Regions from separate parts of the Mus musculus genome. Here region 1 is linked to region 2. Evidence: chromatin contacts called from public Hi-C data. All regions are on one chromosome and are shown on one strand. The core of a region is the stretch at or near the end of the contact, and the rest is flanking DNA. Distances in the headings are between cores, read along the strand shown.

Region 1 (3,345 bases), core at 434-2,933, 120 kb after region 2:
GGTGATTGTGTGATATGCATGAACTTGAAGGAAGGAAGGAAGGAAGGAAGGAAGGAAGGAAGGAAGGAAGGAAGGAAGGAAGGAAGGAAGGAAGGAAGGAAGGAAGGAAGGGAGGGAGGGAGGGAGGGAGGGAGGGAGGGAGGAAGGAGAGAAGGAGAGAAACATTAGCAAATGATATCACACAATCTTGCTATATTTCTTGGCAGGGCTGATTTTAAAAAAGGTGGAGAGTGAGTGGCAGAACAGAAGATTTTATATATATATATATATATATATATATATGAAAACTGATGTTAATCTCTGAGAGGTGAAAGTCCAGCTGTTGCTTCACAAAAGAACCTGTAAAGAATATTTACTGTGGGGCTGGAGAGATGGCTCAGAGGTTAAGAGCACTGGCTGCTCTTAACCATCTGTAATGGGATCTGATGCCCTCTTCTGGAGTGTCTGAAGAGAATGACAGTGTGCTCACATATATAAAACAAATAAATCTTTAAAAAGAAAAAAAGAATATTTATAGTAAGGTAAAGAGCACTTGCCTATCATCCTCAAGGTGTGTGTGTGTGTGTGTGTGTGTGTGTGTGTGTGTGTGTGTGTGCTTACTGGTGACAGAACCTTATGCACGCTAAACACATTGTCTATAGCACTGAACTATATCTCAGATGCCTAGAAAATTAAAAGTTCAATTGTGACTTGTGACTAAAAACCTGAATTTTAAAACATATCAGTTGGGGCATGCTTTTTAATACAAAGAGTCCTTCTATAAATAAGGGACTTATTCTGATATTTTTGTTAGTTAATATTGTACTACTCTTAAAATAAAATAAAATATATTTCAAGTATTAAAAGTTTCCAAAGCAAACCTGCTTAAATAATCACAAATGTAATAAAGTATGACTTCTCATTCCTCACCAAAAAGATGCAAATTCCTCTGGCAAGGTAAACCAGTAGGCTTAGGTCACCATTGTCAGCTCCTAAGAAGACAAGCACAACAAGGCTTGAACAGGTTCCAGGCGTGGCCTTCAAGAACAGACCACACCTGCTTCCAAGGCCCTGGGGCTAAAAATAACTCTGGGGCCTCAAAAAATGGGATGTCAGCCAGGCCCAGGGGTAACTGTTGGCCCCTCGCTCAGCCTGCGCAGTGAAAGCAGGAGCTACAAAACTGTTATCACACACACACACACACACACACACACACACACACACACACACACACACACAAGCACTCACAATTCCCTTCTCTAGGTTTCTGCACCAAGCACACACAACTCAGGCAGACTCAGTTTCTTTGCAGATTCCAACCAAAACGAATCTTAAGAATTCAGAAAAAAATTAAATAAATGTGAGGATTTCATGATGTAAAATGGACAGGACTCAGGAGACCTTGTTCCTAATTTCAACTTTACCAAACTGCTCAGAAGGCCATATAAAACATGCCAATAGACACTCCCAAGCCTGTGTTTGTATAACAGGTAAAGTGAGGAACTGAATGACATCTAAGATTCTTTCACTAGTAACATAAAGATGCCACTGTGAGTATATCTTAGGATTTAAAAAGTGTTGGAACAGAAAGGTGCCAGAAATGTACTGATCACCAAGCAGTCATGTAAGTGTCACAGTTTATAGCCTCACATATCTATCCTCTGGGGCCACAACAGGCAAGCCAAATCATCCCTTCTATGGCTGGAGATCCCCAAGGCTTGATCTGAAACAACTATTGCCATTTCTCTGCAAGTCTCAGGATAAAAGGAGGTCATGAGCAGAGAAAGATGAGCAGCACCACTGTTCACCCACCCTAGGGACCTAGGCTATACGAACTCTAACATCACTACATCTGTCTACACAAGCAGCACACACGCATGCATGCACACATTTGCAGTGGGTGCTGAGAATTTAATAACATGAGGAAGCTACACCACCGGAGAACCATAGAGTGGCAGGGCCAGGGCCAGGGCAGAAGAACAGGACAGCACAAGACGCAGACCCTGGCAGAGCCAAGGATGCTGCCTGAGCTTTTGGTTCCTTGTCATCGTTCATCTTTTCCCTGTAATGTTTTCCATCCTCTCATCAAACTCAGTTTCTGTGTTTTCCCTTTGTTCTAAAACGCTGTCGTCTCCTCTTCTCTCCCTTGTTCCTCTTTATAGTTCTCCCTTCACAACTAAAAACAGGGCCTCTAGCATTTTAAGGTTAAGCCTTTACTATTAATTCATTTTCTGTGGTGTTTCCTTTTGGGGGGTCGGGGTGGGGCGTCTGTCAAGGTCTGATATGTTGCTATTATATCAAGTAAGCACAACTGTTACGACCATTTTGACATAGTTACCGATGGGTTCGGTGTTCTATCAACATTAAATTTTTTTTTTACTCGTCAGGCGGTGGTGGCACACACCTCTTATCCCAGCACTTAGGAGGCAGAAGCAGGTGGATCTCTGTGAGTTGGAGGTCAGCCTGATCTACAAAGCAAGTTCTAGGACAGCCAGGGCTACACAGAGAAACGCCATCTTGAAAACCAAAACAACAATAATAATAATAATATAAATAAACTTTTAAGATAAAACATTTTAAAGTAAAATTTTATTTTAGAGAAATTAAAAACAACAACAACAACAAAACAAAACACCCAGCTTGACATTTCATACATAGCTGGCTCCACGAAGAAAACTTCATTAACTTCCTGTCAAGACAGGGTTCTCTGTGTAACAGCCCTGGCTGTCCTGGAACTCACTCTGTAGAACAGGCTGGGCTCTACCTGCCTCTCTCTGCCTCCCAAGTGGTGGAATTAAAGGTCTAGAACAGGGCTGGTGAGATGGCTCAGTGGGTAAGAGCACCCGACTGCTCTTCCAAAGGTCTGGAGTTCAAATCCCAGCAACCACATGGTGGCTAACAACCATCCATAACAAGGTCTGACTCCCTCTTCTGGAGTGTCTGAAGACAGCTACAGTGTACTTACATATAATAAATAAATAAATCTTTAAAAAAAAAAAAAGTGAGGGGCCGGGCGTGGTGGCGCTCGCCTTTAATCCCAGCACTCGGGAGGCAGAGGCAGGCGGATTTCTGAGTTCGAGGCCAGCCTGGTCTACAAAGTGAGTTCCAGGACAGCCAGGGCTACACAGAGAAACCCTGTCTCGAAAAAGCCAAAAAAAAAAAAAAAAAAAAAAGGTCTAGAACATCACACCTGGCTCACTGTCTTAAATACTGTGAATCTAGATATGAAGGCTAGGCCTCAACCTAAACCTCAAAAGAAACAGATTCTGGAGGCTTCCACAGTTGGATGTGTAGAAAATAACAACATATGGATTACTTTACCACCTAGGGGTTCATGTGGTAAAGTAGAAAGTAACCTGAGCATGT
Region 2 (3,040 bases), core at 112-2,611:
GTGCGCCACCACGCCCGGCTCTATACTTCTACTTTTAAGCATACTAGCAACTAGAAGTGAAATGTCAATTTAGGAAAGGTGAGGCTTTATAAATATTTCCAGAATTGAAAAAAAAAAAAGTCCTTTCCACGTCTCAGATTTTAACTGATGATTGGACAGCTTGATTGGTAACAGTCTTACAGAATGCAGAGTTGATTGTGGATAAAGTTCTTAACTCCTGAACAGAAGGGAGTCAGTCACATCCTAGATTTAGAACTCTGCTGTCTAAAATATTTATTCATCCATCTAGACAAATGTATTTATTCTTTTTGTTCACAGCTATCTTTAGGCTAGAGATACAAAAGCAGAACCACGGTTATGGCCCACGAAGAGTCCCTGGTGTAAAAAACAAGGGGGTGGGAGGGCCTGTCATGGCAGCACATGGTAAGGGCTCACAGATGTGGGGAACCTAAGGGAAGACAAGCTATTCTGAGACGTAAAGGTTGCCGAGAATGAGAAGAGTGTGGAAGAACCTCTGGTCATCTTGCGAGTGTGGACTGAGCACGCCTTATTCTAAATGCCTTGGGATATTAATGTTTTAGGTTTGGGGTATTTTCATAGGCTTTAGGTGTTTTGAAATCTGAAACTTCTGAGCACTGACACCGAGTTCAAAAAGTTTCACATTTTAGAGCATTTCAGGTTTTTGAAGAAAGGATGCTCAATATATAACGTCTTTGGGTAGGAGGGGGTTCAAGACAGGGTTTCTCTGTGTAGTCCTAGCTGTCTCAGAACTTGCTGTGTAGACCAGGCTGGCCTTAAACTCAGAGATCTGCCTCCTCTGCTTCTCAAGTGCTGGAAATAAAGACATGTGTGATCACTGTCTGGTGCAATCTGAAATTATTTCCAAAATGTTTAACAGGTTACCAGGTGAAACTTAAAAACTGCTGGTGGTCAGGCCCTGGCTTCAGAGTCACTTTCAGGGACTGGGATATAAGGAGTGTGTTACACTAGCATTTTAAGTGACCTTGAATGGGTGCATGGGCCATGTATTGGATAAACTAATTTGAAGATGGTAAATTTGAATTCTACTTATTGTCACAAAATTTAGATTATTCAGTAATGATTTTAGTGATGATTGCTTTGTGGAGCTAGGGGTTCCTCAGGCTTACTCAGCAAGTGCTGTAGCACAGAGCTGCTTTCGTTCCTCAGCCCCAGACGGTTTTTGTTTTTGTTTTTTTTCCTTTTTGCTTGTTTGTTTTTTAAAGGCGTGTGATTTTGGAAACTTGCTATTGGACTTTGGGTCTTTGGGATCAGTCTCAAGTCTTCAGGTTTGGAGGCCGGTATCCTAACCCTCTGAGCCATCTAAAAGTGACAACACTTTTGCCACTAGATGTCACTAGAATAAAACAGCTGGCTGCGGAAGTGTCTGTACCCTGTGCCCAGTGTTAGGAACATGGGCTCCCGAGCATCTGGATCTCCGTTTAGAACCAGGTCACAGCTCATTTCAAATGCAAGTTAGCTGGAAAGCATACATGTTCTGTGACATGACAGTCATCTGTAATTGCCTCCTTTAGTGTTTAGCAAGACAGGAAAGGAAAAAACGTCTGACCAGAGGAAACTCTAGCGTGACCTTACATTGTGTATGTAGGAAACTCTTTTCAGTTTATCACTGTGCTCAAAGAAATAATTGTGTTTATTGGAGGCATTTTAAATATCTGTCTGCTGGTGAGTGGATAAGTAAAATACCACATGTCCAGGAAATGGAATAAAAATCCTACTTAGCACTAGAAAGAAACTAGTGGATGAGCTGGAAACCACAATTGCGTGGATTCAGGAGAGCCAGCCCAAACTGGGAGACCCTGTCAGCAGGATGGGAGGAAAATAGGTTGGATGCAATGATCTAAGTAGAAATCAAGAGGTGAGAAGACCTAAGTGAAATGATCTTCATTTTGCAGGTTATCCTTGGTCCTGCCTTGAGTCTGGGTAACATTGAACCTGAGTTTCTGGTTACTGGGTGTAGATGGAGCCATTTATTTTGTTTATTGTCAGTTCTTTGATAAGTTTCATACATGTATATGATGTATTCTCTTAATTCCTCTCTGTACCCTCTCATCCCCCTCTCATCCCTATGAACCCCCACACCTTGTCTCTTTCCATGTGGTTGCTGGGAATTGAACTCAGGACCTTCAGAAGAGCAGTCAGTGCTCTTAACCACTGAGCCATCTCTCCAGCTCCCAATACTGAACTATTTCTTGTGTTTAACATCTAAAGTTATTTTGTTTTTGTTTTCTTGAGACAGGCTCTTATGTAGCCCAGGCTTACCTTGAACTCACTGTGTAGCCATCCACCTCCAAAGTGCTGGGATTTCAGACACGCACCATCATACCTCATTCTGTGTGGTGCTAGGACTCAGTCTCAGGCCTTCATGCATGCTAGACAACACTGTCTCGAATGAACCTCATCCCTGCTCAGAGGATCACAGGTTCAAGGCCAGCCTGCACTACAGAGTAAGACCTTGTCTCACCCCACTTCCAAATTTCTCTCTTCAAATACTATCTTTATCACTGTTTAATTTCAGTTTGGTTGAATAAATTTTGATTTTCTTTTTTCATTTCCCCTTTTCTGGGTGCTTCAGGGTTATGCCTTTTTATTGTCTTGTTTTTAATCTTTACTGGGGCCTTTAAACTTTTACATTAAGATTTAAGCCATGGTTATCCGAGGCTCTCAGTACACATCTCCTCCTCCTTATTTGAGATAGCCTTGTAGGGCATGCTGCTCCCACTTCTGGCCCCTGGATCTCCCGAGAGCACACGCCAGGTTCTTTGTATCTTTTGTGCTTGCTGTCACACAGTCTTCCTGTGTGCTGTAAATGCACTCTATCTGACTGTTCCTGCCTTTTGCTTTAGGTCGGGTGTTGGCAAACATTTTCTTTAAAGGCGTGGTGGTAGTTTAGGCTTTGCAGGTTCTCTGGCCCTTGTTATAAGAGCAACCACAGGTGATGGATGAAAGAATGAGCGTGACTGTATTCCTATGTAACCTGACTTATAACAGCCCAAAGGAG

What was found. A called contact is a pair of places that touch in the nucleus more often than the background predicts.
Region 1: a contact with region 2 is called in a Hi-C map of the AML12 cell line, with 2.8 times the contacts expected there. The contact joins two enhancer-like sites. A contact is called at or near these places in 53 of 484 Hi-C or Micro-C datasets (3T3-L1-derived adipocytes, the AML12 cell line, the Ba/F3 cell line and 41 more) and 6 of 115 datasets of contacts at active chromatin or transcription factors (cardiomyocytes, embryonic basal ganglia, embryonic fibroblasts and 3 more).

Annotation. Positions count from the first base shown.
Region 1 is chr6:134,773,083-134,776,427 of GRCm38.p6, forward strand. The region is part of intron 1 of Dusp16 (dual specificity phosphatase 16); the gene reads right to left. Among named protein-coding and RNA genes, the nearest start is that of 1700055D16Rik, 18 kb to the right of the region's middle. Within about 2 kb of position 1,684, at least 43 of the 459 cell types and tissues checked have an H3K27ac peak or open chromatin away from gene starts, as enhancers often do. A contact at or near this core is called in the G1E-ER4 cell line, where this site is marked.
Region 2 is chr6:134,658,165-134,661,204 of GRCm38.p6, forward strand. All of the region lies in intron 2 of Borcs5 (BLOC-1 related complex subunit 5), which reads left to right. Among named protein-coding and RNA genes, the nearest start is that of Borcs5, 19 kb to the left of the region's middle. Within about 2 kb of position 1,362, at least 30 of the 459 cell types and tissues checked have an H3K27ac peak or open chromatin away from gene starts, as enhancers often do. A contact at or near this core is called in the G1E-ER4 cell line, where this site is marked.